Regions from separate parts of the Hordeum vulgare genome. Here region 2 is linked to region 1. The links are chromatin contacts, called in public Hi-C maps. All regions are on one chromosome and are shown on one strand. Each heading gives the region's core, a stretch centred on a gene start, on an enhancer-like site or on the middle of the called end of the contact. The rest is flanking DNA. Distances are from core to core; before and after follow the strand shown. Region 1 holds the start of LOC123449042 (probable protein phosphatase 2C 30). Region 2 has its middle 6.7 kb from the start of LOC123446663.

Region 1 (7,343 bases), core at 3,561-6,060:
TATATGATCTCATGATCATAGGAATAAATACTTGACACGCAAAAAACAATAGCAATAAAATGACACGATCAATATGCTACGTTCATAGTTTGGGTCTAGTCCATCACATGATTCTCCTAATGATGTGATCCAGTTATCAAGTGACAACACTTGCATATAGCCAGAAAACCTTGACTATCATTGATCAATTGGCTAGCCAACTAGAGGCTTGCTGGGGCATTGTTTTGTCTATGTATCCACACATGCATCTATGTTTCATTCAATACAATTATAGCATGGATAATAAACGATTATCTTTAAACAAGAAATATAATAATAACTATTTATCATTGCCTCTAGGGCATATTTCCAATAGAACCGGGCTACCTCCTCTTCGGTCATGCGAGGAGTTGGTGGTCGTGACGGAGAGGGCGACGGCGATAGTGTCGACGTCAAGCAGCGCACTCACGTACGCCTGCGCACCTGGGGAGGGCTCGAAGGGCACGCCCGGTGCTCTGCACGTGCCCGCCGCGGGGTGTTGTGTTCGCCCGCAAAATAGGACGCGCGCCGCACCTCATGCTCATCACGGAACCAAGTGTCCCAGAGGGGAGAATCCACGGCGTACCTCAGGTCGTAGTACAGGTCGTCGGGGAGGCGGCGTCGGCGGCGTTGGATCTCATCGCGGCGAGCACGACCGCTCATTGGCACCGGCGGGATCGACACCCGATCAGCGGACATATGCCAGTTGTTCGGCAAGTGGAGGTCGCTCCAGGGGAGCGGCGTCCTTGTCTCCCAATAGCGGCGACACACATCCGCATGGACATACTGCCGGGAGCGCGCCGGGGAGCTCGGAGGGGCAATGGAGAAGGCTGCCGGAGCAGGGCATGGCGGAGGAGGAGAATGGCGCGGCTTGCTCGCGACGCGATGGCGGCCGGACGAACACCCAGCCTCGTGGTCGTGCACCCCCTCCCCCTTGACGCCGGTGCTCCGCCACCCCTTTGCTGTCGGCGGCCGAAGAGCTCGAAGGACGTGGGAGAAAGCTAGGGTTTGGTGTCGGTCCTGAGAAGGCACGCAGAGTGGAGTGGACGCATGCGCCGTGCCGGTCCACGACTTAAAGAAGGACGACGACCGCCCGCCTGAGTGGATGATAGGTGGGGCCTACCAGGCGTGCGCAGTAAATACGGACGGTGGGAGGTAGGTGGCCGTCTGTCACGCGTTTTCGAGGCGGATGAAAGGAGGGCTCAAGCGCGTCCGCTCGCTGTCCGCTAGGACCCAAATGAAGCACATGTTTGCGTCAGAAAATGAGTCAGTCTGGACACAAAACAAACAAGATGCGTTTAAGACGACGCGCGTTCGGCCGTGGGATTTGTCCGTTTTACTTCAAACCGAACCGGATAGAGTCATGCGCTGGAGTTAGCCTCACTCACCTCGAACGTCGGAAAGCTCCCCGAGGTCATGACCAAAATGTTCCCTGACGATGGAACGACGACCAACAGCTTCGGCCACGGGTGGATGTACAAGTGGGAGGCGCGTCTCCTCGAGAGACGAACTATCCGACATCGTCCGGCATGCGCGTAGAGTCCAAACTGCCGGGTCCTTGTGGGGCCAAACGGCCAGAGATGCTTTAACTGTGCAAATCTAAATTGCCAAGCAAAATGCCGCAAAAGCTTTGTGAAAAAGGAGTTGCACGACGCGCTTTTGCTAGTTGCTTTCTATACCGTTCTAAACCCGCTAATTTGCCTGCGCATTTTATTTGACGCGTGGAGTTTATGTGTTCTTTTTGCCTCTACAATTAATCTAGGAATTCTGCCACGCTAATCTTGTTTATGTACGAATACATATCTAAAATCGGGACGTTCTGACCCTCTTTGGTTTATCTGCATGGGGGTGCTTGGGCTTAGTTAATCAATTCTTTCCCTCAAGGCAAGACATAATCACGACACCCGTTTACGTTCAAAAATTATACTAGTACTACTAATCACGATACCCGTCAACACCAACTGGAACTATAAGTGCACACGCTGATCCAGCAGAGAGCAGCCAGGTGTACGTTGCCGCAGGAAAACACAGCTACCTTGCACTGGTCTAGAGGAGAAAAGTATTAGCATCGCCCTCACACTCACCATCACCATCCCCATCCTCATCCTCAGAACTAAAAGTGGACCAGGAAAAGGCCCGGCCGGGGGCGTCCCTGACGTGGCGTGGTGGCGATGAACGCCGTCCCGATCAAACGAAACCATTATTATGCAGCCCGGAAAGAAAAAGAAAAGAAAAGAAAGAATCTTCTGCTCTTGGACGCGGCCAAAGATCGTCGACCAAACTCGGGACAGCGCAACAGGTGTCATTCACCTCCAGAAAACGTGATTTCAGCGGTCTCTTCCTCCTTGCTTTTTTTCTCCCCACGATCTCATCGTCAAGTCGTAGCATACCACGCGCTGCCTCGTGTCCACCATAATTAGGCTTTCGCCCGCGGATTTGTTGACTCACTACTGCAGGGCGGCTCACCCACCGGCCGCGACGACTTTTCAGCGACTGCCAAAGGAGGCAAGCGGCGGCAAGACGGAGATCACGGCAGCGCGACACCTGCGACGCTCCACGCATTTGCGCGTGAAGGTTCCACGTCCACCGGATGCATGCTCATTGCTGAATTAACAATTAACAATGCGAGCTCGAGCTTCTTGGACCCGGCAAGAACATCCCGCCCGAAACATTATTGTAGTCGAGGTTCCGCAACCGATTCTATTCTCGTTGCCGGACGCGTCCAAACAATTGCGCAATCACACCCGGCCCCCGACCGGAGGAAGCATATGATAAACAAAGAAGGGAAGAAGATCTCGATCTAGTCGGAGCTGGGAGGATGAATCATGCATGGAATGGAAGCCTTGATCGTTTTCCGCGAGCCAAAGCGACACCGGACATATCATACGTTACAGTTTCTCTTGACGCTCGAGAAAGTTTCTTGCCACGCCGGAAGCACCACCGGTTTTGCATTCGAAAGGAAAATGGCGGGGGCGGTTCTGATCTGAACACCTTTACCACCCCCCGAATAATGAACGGAATAATTCCGTTGTGTATTTTATGAATACCGCCATGGATGCCACGTTCGCCGCTGAGTCGGGATGCAGGGACGACCGGCTTGGTGTTGGTGGATCCATGGATCTAGCGGCGGCGGTCAGAATCTCGGGCGGCGCCTGAGGTTGACGACGACGACGCTGACGTTGTCCGGGCTCTGCCGCGCGATCGCCAGCTTGGTCAGCAGGATGGCCGCCTCGGCGCATGCCTCGTCCACCTCCTCGTCGTCGCTCTCGGAGCCAGCGCCGGCGGCACAACCGCCGCTCTCGTTCTGGGCTTCGTCGCCGCTGCTGCTGCCGCTGCCGCTGCTCTGCCTGGGGCTCAGGTTGGAGGTCGGGCTGGACCGGCCCCCGCGGCGCTTGGCCTTGCTCCGCACGCACGACCGCACCACGTGGCACGCCACCTCGTTGCTCACCACGTCCCACAGGCCGTCGCTGGCGAGGATGAGGAACTCGTCCTCGCCGTCCTTCCTCTCCAGGACCCTCACCTCCGGGTCGGGTATCACGAATGGCTTCAGGTAGCTGTCTCCAATGGCGCGCGACATGGCGAGCACGCCGAAGACGCGGGCGCCGTCCCAGAAGATGACGCGCCCTCCGGCCGCTTGGATCCGCTCCAGCTCGTCGGGGCGATCCGGCTGATCAAAGCGAATCAAACTACGGTTAGAACAACGGACGGCCGTGCCATTAGAAATCTTTAACAGCACAGCTTAGAAAAACTTGGTTGTGGGCGCACACACACACATATATATATATATATACATACATACCTTGTGGTCGGATGAGAGTGGGATGGCGGCGCCCCCGCGGCAGATGACCGCACGGCTGTCACCGCAGTTGGCGACGATGAGGTGGCGAGGGCCGACGACGGCGACGACGGCCGTTGAGCCGACGTGGTCGCACTTGGGCAGCTGCAGCTCGCACCGGCAGTTGGGCGCTGCCTCGGCGCCGCTGGCCCTTGACCTTGAGCCCACGGCCTCGGCGTCCATCCGCGCGAAGCTCCTCTCCATGACGCCCGTCCACCGCTCCGCGTCGTCTGAGCCCGACGAACGGGCCTCGTCGGCCACGATCTCGTGCATCCGCTCGCCGCACGACGTTGCAACCTACACGCACATGCAATTCAATCGATGAATATTTACTCCCGAGTCAAACCTCGAAACAAAGTGCCTGCCCCTTTCGGTGTGGACATGTGCTAGTAGATGAGAAGAAGTAGGGATGTGTGTGCTCACATGCGAGCAGCCATGGCCGTCGAAGACCCCGAAGAAGTGGTGGCCGGGGAGGAACTCGGGCCGGAGGGAAACGGAGTCCTCCATGTCCCTCCGGCGGCCGCACACCGACGTCACGCCGTACTTGGCGGGCTCAATCTCCTCCTCGTCCGTGGAGGAGGGTTCCTCCTCCAGCTTCCGCCTCTTCCTGGACGTCTCCTCGGCCCCACGCTCGGCCACCAGCCTGTGGCGCCGTATCTCCATCCTCCGGCGCCGCGCCGCCCGGCTGCCGTCCTGGCAGTCGGCGCCCTTCCCCTCCGCCCCGGCCCCCGCCGGCACGTGGCAGCAGATCTCCGACATGGATCACGACACCAACCAAGAACTAACTCTTCAAAAAAAAAAACAAGCTAGAGCAGGCAGCTGAATATTTCCCCTCTGGTGTCCTCTCCTCCGACGTGTGGCAAATGGCGAGGCGATTTTGAAGGGGCAGCGAGCAAGTGGCGCCTCCATATAAATGCGATGTGGGAGGAGGAGGGAAGAGGCGCTACGTGCCACGCGGCGGCCGGCCCGTACAGTTGTGCGATGGCGCGGGGGCCGTCGGATGCGGCTCCACGTGACGCTCGCGCGTGGCCGCGGGGACGCGTGTCGAGGCGCAGGCGCGTCCACTGGGCACGCGGCCGGGGGACAAGAGTTGGGCGGGCTGGAATCGCTTCCGCGTTCGGTGTTCGGCGCGGGCAGTGGGCGGACATCGACACGTGTGCGTGGCTCCGTGGTTGCTCGCGGGAGGGCGGAGGGGCGGGGTCTACGTGGACGATGCCGCACACCCGTGGATGGATAAGAAGGAATGCCGGCAGGGGGTACATGTGGAAGAGGCAAGGGGTGGTGTACGGGCCACGCTCTTCCTTCCGGCTCCGGCTCGTGTCCGGTCGCCGTCGTCCGCCATGCCAGTGTGCCATGGGCCACGGCCAGGCTCCCTCTGCATGCCCTACCTGGCTAGCTAGCTAGCGCATTTATGGCGCTGGGCCACACCATGCACGTACACGTACTACGTGGATCCGTTGGTGCCAATCCGACGTCCATGACCTTCTTCCACAAGCGTGATGGTTTCTTGTTTTTGACTTGTGTTCGTCGGAACCGTGATGAATCTGTAGGGCTTTCCCTTGCTGTTTTACCTTCAACAGATGCACTAGGTGAAGATGGTTTTGGAATGCTCTGTCGTCTATTTCACATTCTCCTTGCCTGCACGAGAAAGGAACCGAATCGTTCGACCGCGTTCCTATGGAAATTTTGGCGGCAAACATATCTACACCATGCCGCAATGCTCGAAGAAACCAGGAGGTGCCATGCGAATCACGTGAAATCGCATCGAAACCACGCCAGCTGCCGCTGCCGCGCGCGGGTCTGCAGTCCATTTCCCGGTGACAATGCCATGTACTGAACTGGACGCCAGACACGTACGTGCATAGCACAAAGGGAAGGAGCCATCAACAGAAAGGGAGGACGTGCCCGTCTGGATCATGAGCGACGTCTTAATCTCACACACTCAAGCCACGCGTCGAGTATGGGCATGTGCATAGATTAATCAGACAGCTAGCTCGCTAGACCCACCCGGCCTAAATTTTCCGTGCGTGCATCATTTCTTTCACAGCTGTTGACGCTGCCGGAAGATAACCAGAGAGATCCTTGCGAGCTCCTGCATTTGAAGGTCAAAATGCATTCTCGTCGCTGTTGGCACGTTTGGGGTACGCTAACACGAAACTCTTGGCGCGAGCTTTCTTCTTCGCAGGGATGAACGGAATCCTGCACTGCACAGCCAGCCATCCGCGTCATCGCCATACCGGTGGCAGGCAAGTACGACCGCAACGCCGGGAGGGACGAAAGCCAGCCAGGTGTGCCGTGTGAGCTATAGAATTTTCCTTTTCTCGCCCGCGGCAGTACAGACACGGCACACGCGCTCCATGATTCCGGCACTTTGTTTCGAGCTTGTGGCCAGACACATTGGCACGTAATCAGTGGCGTGCGACGGGCCTTCAGAATAACAGCCAGCCGGCCATCTGGACCATGTTCTCCACTTCTCCAGCGAGATATTTTTCCTTGCGTGTGATTGCCCGCAATGCAAAGCTTGCACACTGTAGTACGAAAACTCTGGGAAAATCATAGGAAAATCTCTTCAAAATTTCCCACCTGAAAACTACGAAACCTTGCCATATGTTTTCCCTTTGCCGACGGTGACATAAACGCTTGCAGTGACTTGATCATTGACTCTTGAGTCTTGAGGCATGTTGGGCGCATCACCGAGGTGCAGACCTTTTTTTTTTTCTAATGTGTAGACCTTGACAGTCCTGTGAACCAATGTGTAAAAGGAATAAAGGTTTATTGCTGGAATCGTTGGATTTTATGTTATATCTAAAGCCTCGTGGGCATATATATATAGGGATACATGACCATTTAGGAGCACGAGACAAGCTAGAACAAATCCTAATTTATCCCATGTTTTTTAAAAAAAAAGCATGACACTTCACTTTCGCTCGCAGTCACAACGGTAGGGACGCAGACAATGAACAGAAAAATAATCCGAAGGTAAGCTGACGGGCACCTCCCCTCAGCCGAACAGTTGATACATCGCGAAAGTCATGGATAGAGTGAAAACCGACGAGGTTGTTCAAGCAAGGAGATATCCATTTGTGTCGATGTCGAGGTAGCCGAGAGCTTAGGGTGGTGTAGCCACGGTCGAGGTAGCCGTGCGTGGGATGTCGTGGTCAACCTCGAGTGAGGGTAGCCGGTGTCGAGGTAGTCACCATGGAGCCGTGGGCACAAGGAGGCGATGTGTGAGTTACGGGTGCAGTGGTGTCGTGGTAGTGGTGCGCCGGGAAGAAGACGATGTTGATGAGGTCTTGCACCGGGTTTCCCAAGCCCACGCACACGTCGTAGACGAATGCACGCATCAGTGTTGCTAGTATTGGGCATGCGTAGACGGTAGAAGTCGACGTTGACGAGGCGTGACATCAGGCTTGCTAGGCCCGGGGACATGTCGTGGAGGAAGGCATGTGTCGATGTTGCCAGCAACACGCACACAAACGGGGAGCAAAAT
Region 2 (6,686 bases), core at 3,543-6,042, 280 kb before region 1:
TTGAGGGGGCTCCTGCCGCAAAATGTTCGAGTAGCCATTGTGAAGCTATGTGCATTCCTCAATGCAATCTCTCAGAAGGTAATCAATCCAGAAGTTCTACCACGGTTACAGAACGATGTGATCCAATGTCTTGTCAGTTTCGAGCTGGTGTTCCCGCCATCCTTCTTCAATATTATGACGCACCTCCTGGTTCACCTAGTCGAAGAGATTTTCGTTCTCGGTCCTGTATTTCTACACAATATGTTCCCCTTCGAGAGGTTCATGGGAGTATTAAAGAAATATGTTCGTAACCGTGCTAGGCCAGAAGGAAGCATCGCCAAGGGCTATGGAAATGAGGAGGTAATTGAGTTTTGTGTTGACTTTGTTCCTGACCTTAAGCCGATTGGTCTTCCTCGATCGCGGCACGAGGGGAGACTAAGTGGAAAAGGCACGATCGGAAGGAAATCAACGATATGTATGGACGGCCATTCTCTGACTGAAGCACACCACACTGTACTGACCAATTCCAGCTTGGTGGCTCCGTACTTTGAGAAATACAAGAATATTTTACGCTCGGACAACCCGGGGAAGCCTGAATCCTGGATTAGGAAGGCCCACATGGAGACTTTCGGCAGTTGGTTGAGAAAACATTTAATGAATGACAATGATGTTGTAGATCAGCTGTACATGTTGGCCAAGACACCATCTTCGACTATAACGACTTTCCAAGGGTACGAGATAAATGGGAATACATTTTACACGATCGCCCAAGATAAAAAGAGCACCAACCAAAACAGTGGTGTCCGCTTTGATGCAGCAACCGAGAATGGGCAAGAGGTCACATATTATGGTTACATAGAGGAGATATGGGAACTTGACTATGGACCCTCCTTTAAGGTCCCTTTGTTCCGGTGCAAATGGTTCAAGCTAACAGGAGGTGGGGTAAAGGTGGACCAGCAATACGGAATGACAATGGTGGATTTCAACAATCTTGGTTACCTTGACGAACCATTCGTCCTAGCGAAAGATGTCGCTCAGGTTTTCTATGTGAAGGACATGAGTAGCAAACCAAGGAAACGGAAAGATAAGAAAACGATCAGTACATCATGCGATGATCCAAAGCGCCACATTGTTCTTTCAGGGAAAAGAAACATCGTGGGAGTGGAGGACAAGACAGACATGTCAGAAGATTATAATATGTTTGCTGAAATTCCGCCCTTCAAAGTGAACACCGACCCAAGCATTAAGTTAAATGATGAGGATGCTCCATGGATACGGCACAATCGTAAGCAAGCAGGGACACAAGGGAAGAAATGATGTGTAATAATTTATTGTACCAAACTTTGTTGAATGGATCATGTGAATTATATTACCCGTGATGTGTTTGGTGTCCATTTTCGAATGATTCGAGATACCACTGATGATACATGAAATTTGGAGTGATTTAGTCATACTCCTGCCTAGGCGTATAATATGCATACTCGTAGTCTTCATAGCTGCTGTCGTCGTTGTACTGGTAGTCGTCGCCTTCTAAGTTGCCGCCGTCGTCGTCGCTGTCGTCGGGCGGCGCTCGTGGCTCGAACTGAGGGTAGCGCAGGCGGGGGATATCGCCGGCCGTGATGTAGTCCATGACGCTCTGCAGAGTCCGGCCGTACCACCATAGCCGACGGCCGGCCTCGTGGAAGTTCCCAGGAGGCAGACCGTCCTCCTCATACCTGGCGAGCGCCCTTTCACGCCGATTGATGAAGAAGGCGTCCCAAGTATGCTGGTTATCGGGATGCCAGCGGGGATTCATCCGCTGCTCCGGCGTGAGGTCGAGGTAGTAGTGGTTCGTGATGGCCGCCCGACGCGCAGTACCCTGAGGGACGGGAGGGACCGGCACGCCGCCGGCGCTTAGGCTCCAGCCGGTGGGGACGCGGTAGCCCGGTGGACAAGGGTAGTTCGAGGCGCAAAGCTCCTCCACCTGCTGGTAGGTTAGAGTGGGTGCGGTGGAAGCCATGAGAGAGTGATGAGAGATTGTAGAGATGTGATAATGCTGGCCAAGCCGGGCTACATATATGTAGTGAGAAATGGCGGGAAAAATGGGAGCGGGAAGACAGGAGGCGGGAAGAAAGTGGCGGGAAGAAAGAGGCGGGAAGACAGGGAAGAAATGGCGGGAAGAAGAGGAATCCAGAGCTGGTCATCTAACCTTTAGTCCCGGCTGGTTGGTGCAACCGGGACTAAATGTGGTTTTTGTGTCATCTAAGAAAACTGTCGGTGGGATAAGGACGTTTGAATTGAATTAGTGTTATTTTTCTGAATTTTTTGATATATTATTTGTATTTTTAACATTTTGAATTGAATTAGTTTTATTTTTCTTAATTTTTTGATATAATTTTTGTGTTTTTAACATATTGAATTGAATTAGTTTTATTTTTCTGAATTTTCCCTGAAAGAACATCACTGAAGCCTCTCCCCACAAGGCCTTGGGAACGTAGTGCCGAGGAAACTGCCGCGAGGGCGGCTGCTGATCATGAGAAATGGAAGGCGGACTGCAAGAAGAAAAGAGAGCCCGAGCCCAAGCCAGTATTTTCTGATGAGCAAAAGAAGTGGGCTAAGTCATTTTTGAGCACACCGTCCCAAGCCGCGAAGAATCTGCCTGACGACTATGCACGTGAACTTCGTAGGCAGGCACTCATGTTGAAGGAGAAGAAAGAGCGGGCGGAGAACCAGGAGAACAAAGCCTTGGAGGAGGCCGAGAAAACGGAATTAGAAAGTAAAAAAAGCGGGAAACGAGTTGCCCAGCTCGGGGAACAAAGTAAACAATCGATTGCCCCGCTTATAGTGAAAGCCGCCGGTCCGGATGACCCCGATATCATAGCAGCTGCGGCAGCACATGGATTGACTGTAACGAGTGCCAGAGAACAAGCGGCCAACTTAGGTATTACTCTTCGTGAAATGTTAGGCCTTGATGAGGCGCCAGTGAAGGAGGTAGTAATTACATATGTGAAGAATGGGCCTCTCGTCGAGCCTGCGCAGGAAGAGGATCTACCTCCACAAATGAAAGGTCTGCTGAAATGGTACAAGGGTTACATAAAAAATAAAAACGCCAAAGATTATATTTATGCGGAAGTTAGATATGAGCATCACTTCAAACATTACTATGTACAAATTCATCTGAGTGAATTGTTCCAGCTTTTCAATCTGCGCGAGCTCGACAAATCTATCATCAGTTGCTACGTTCTGTAAGTGATTTATTTATACCCCATCTCGTTCATATTGCCTGCACTATATATATGTCGTAACTATATTGTTGTGTCCGCTATTATACATGCAGAATGAAGATTAAGGAATGCAGAGTAAGGAACATCCATGATGTTGGGTTCATTGACCCACACATCGTTAATGGATATGTGTTGGAGCATCACCCCGCCGACATGGAGGCAGACCTGTGGCAGTTTCTTACAAAGCAGGAACTCAAAAGTGATATTCTATTTCCTTACCATTTTGGGTGAGTGTTTCTGTCTTGAGCACATTCTCTTTTGTTTACTCCATGCATGATATGTGGCCGGCTAATCGATGAGTTATGCATGACGTACTGTGCATGTATCGTGTCCGCAGGTTCCACTGGATTCTGCTAGTAATTAAAGTTGACACCTCAGAATGTCTCGTCCACGACTCTCTGAATATGGATCCAAAGCTTTGGGGCGGCATGAGAAGAATGCTGCAGAAGTAATTATTTTCATTCATTTGCGCTCTATATCGATCGGCCTATTTCGTTCATTTCCTAATATCAAGTAACTAATAACTCTCTTGTTCATTTAATTTTCTTTGCCTCGTAGGGTTTGGAGACGGTTCGTAGATACAAAGGTCGGTGAATTCAAAAAAGAGCTAGAATTCAAAAGGTCAAAGGCTAAGAATGGTGGGGATATTCAGCCAGCGGGGACCAATCTATGTGGATACTATGTCTATGAGATGATCCGGAGATACACCTCTGAGCGGGTTCCGAGTGATACCAATGCTCAGCGGAATAACCTCCGGGTGATGCTTAGTCCAGAAGCTCGCTTCCGACCACTTCAAGAGGAACTAGCTGGATGGTTCAGGAGGGAAGTCCTCCATCGTAAAGGAGAACACCATTACGAGGACGTAGAACTTCATATGCATTAAATTATGTATGGAAACTTGTTCAAAATTGTATATGGTCATCCGATGATATTGAATATATATTGTATATTCCTCTTGAATTCTTTTTGGTTCTAATTTCAAATTTGTTTGAAATTGTACATTCATATGCATGTATGTAGTACCGTAGAATATGTGAAACTCCTTCAAAATTAAAATAAAGCACAAAAGAAATAAAACAATACAAATTAAACAGAAAACAGGTTTAGGGGGGGGGGGGCCTTTAGTCGCGGTTGGGCAGAAGAACCGCGACTAAAGGTCCTCCGCCCCGACGGCCGCCTGGCGCCCACGTGGACGGGCCTTTAGTTGCGGTTCTTAAGCAACCGCGACTAAAGGGGGGGCCTTTAGTCGCGCCTATTTGGTCGCGGTTGCGCAACCGCGACTAATGGCAGTTGCGAACCGCGACCAAAGGCCCTTTTTCCACCAGTGGAGGCCCGGTTTACGAAGGAATTTCAGAATTATACAAGCCTAAACAAAGGACTGAAACTGAACACAAAACAGCATGCACCGATGATTCTTCCTAATTTTTTTTCTGTTTTTGAACAACATCCAGATCGCTGTTCATGACTGGGATGCGCAAGGCAGCAACACGCCAGATCGCTGTTGTCACCACTAGCGACCACGCGTTAAGTAGCAGCCGGGTAGATCATGCGCCGTAGTCGCTGTTGTCGAACCTGGCCGCCGCCGTCCTTTTCTCGACTGCACAATCGCCCTGCACAGAAGTCTCTTGATTTTATGCCCTGATTGGATCGTCGTTTCACAGCGATATACACTCGTAAAATATAAACGAACCTGTGTCCGTTGTTTTTAAACAGATGGAAATCATGTTGTGGTATGGAGAATATACCTGTAAAATAAATACGGGTGTGAAATATTACACCCATACCAAGCGAAGCTTTAACAAAATACATACGCAAGCGCTTATATACACTCGGATACAACTCATTTTTATAAACACACACGTACATCTTATTTCTATGAATACCTTCGATAGACTCACAAGCACATGAAATACTTTTTCGCCCCGTTATATTAATATAGCAACCACACAATACAACAAAAAACACTGTTGGGGCAAACAATACATCCACACCCAAAAGAAAAACAAAGAGAAAACAGAAATGACTCGCAACAGTTGCGCCCTCTTCGGAGTATTCCCACCACGATCCCAGCATTTCAATTCGCCGCGTACCAAACAACACCTCCAAAAAAGATAGTAATGACGACGATAACACTATTGTCCGGACAAGACCTAGGGTTTCCTCGGGTACGCTCGAAGGAGTGGGAAAGAGGTACACCCGACGCCTTTCAAGAAGGAAGGCTAACACTCTCATGTGTCATCGTGTGAGTATCAAAATGACAAAGGATTTCTCCCGAGGCGCTCCACTAATTAAGCCATCTACCAACATACGCCACCACGGTCTTGCACTCACCATTTTGTCTCACCATGGCCAACGTAGCAAGGCCGGCCAACCTAAGACGAAATAGCCGTACACAAGGTCCGACAGAATCACAACCACGCAGGAGGGAACAACCTCCACTGTCATTAACGGTAGCCATCCGGACGCGACGACAAAAGCACACCGAGCCATTGGAACCAGAGGGCGACAGCAGCGCAACCACCAGGAAGACGTCCTCCACCGCCATCCGGGTGCCGATCAGACATGGAAGCAGGGACACACGAGGCCAAACAGGCACGGCCAAGCGTTAGGACCCGTAAAGTCCCTGCCTTCATGCTGCTGCACGTAGGCCGTTGCCGCTGCTACCCTCTTTGGCCCATAAGCTCGGTCGGACACAAACAAGCCCGTGAAGCTCCCATCGCCACGCTGCAGTGGTGTGGCGTCATCGCTGCCATCTCCGTCACGAGCCACTCAGCATGCCAACCGGAGACAACGAGGCAGGCCCGCTAGGACCCAGATCGGGGCCAAAGGGCCTAAGTCTGGGCTTGTAGGGCCGGAGCTCCACCACCGCCGCCCAGCCACCAACGATAGTGCCACCAGCACCTTGGCCACCCTACTGCACCAAAGAAGACCCATCGTCGTGCCGACTAGTCACCGACGAGGAGCACCACCTGGGCCAGTGCTGCCCCCGCCACCCAAGGCTAGGAGGGGAAAGGCCAGAGGTCCGCTACCACCGGGGCCACCCGGCCAAGGGCCAGCGCAGAACACCATCGACGGCTGGAAGAAGGAGGGAAGGGGGGCTAGGAGGCGGGAGGCGGAGGGCACGACCCAGTCGTCGTGGGGGCGGCGTGGGTCGCGGGAGTTGGAGGTTGATTGTTTCTTCATTGTATTCTTATCATGTATTTCCGAGAGACTCAACCGGCTTATCATCTTCATATTTACGAAGTCATCGTGGGCACCTCGTCGTCGACGGAAACATATCCATCCATTGAATGCGCATCGTCGGCAATCCTGCAATAAATCCAGAAATAAATGCGAGCAACATGGTTTGGACCCTAGTGGGCTGAGGATGCCATATATAGTCTCCCTAAACTATTCAATCAGAGGTTGGTGTGGAATTGTGATTTGGAAAGCACGTCTGCATGT

Evidence for each region. A called contact is a pair of places that touch in the nucleus more often than the background predicts.
Region 2: a Hi-C map of leaf shows a contact between it and region 1, with 2.6 times the contacts expected there. The contact joins the enhancer-like site here to the promoter of LOC123449042 in region 1. A contact is called at or near these places in 2 of 6 Hi-C or Micro-C datasets (leaf and seedling).

What each region holds. Positions count from the first base shown.
Region 1 is chr4H:481,541,042-481,548,384 of MorexV3_pseudomolecules_assembly, reverse strand. LOC123449042 (probable protein phosphatase 2C 30) reads right to left here and starts at 4,810. Exons shown (of 3, transcript XM_045126111.1): 1 at 4,277-4,810; 2 at 3,818-4,150; 3 at 2,845-3,685. The coding sequence starts at 4,612. The coding sequence ends at 3,152.
Region 2 is chr4H:481,821,052-481,827,737 of MorexV3_pseudomolecules_assembly, reverse strand. No RefSeq gene overlaps it. Among protein-coding and RNA genes, the nearest start is that of LOC123446663, 6.7 kb to the left of the region's middle. Within about 2 kb of position 4,792, at least 1 of the 3 cell types and tissues checked has open chromatin away from gene starts, as enhancers often do. A contact at or near this core is called in leaf, where this site is marked.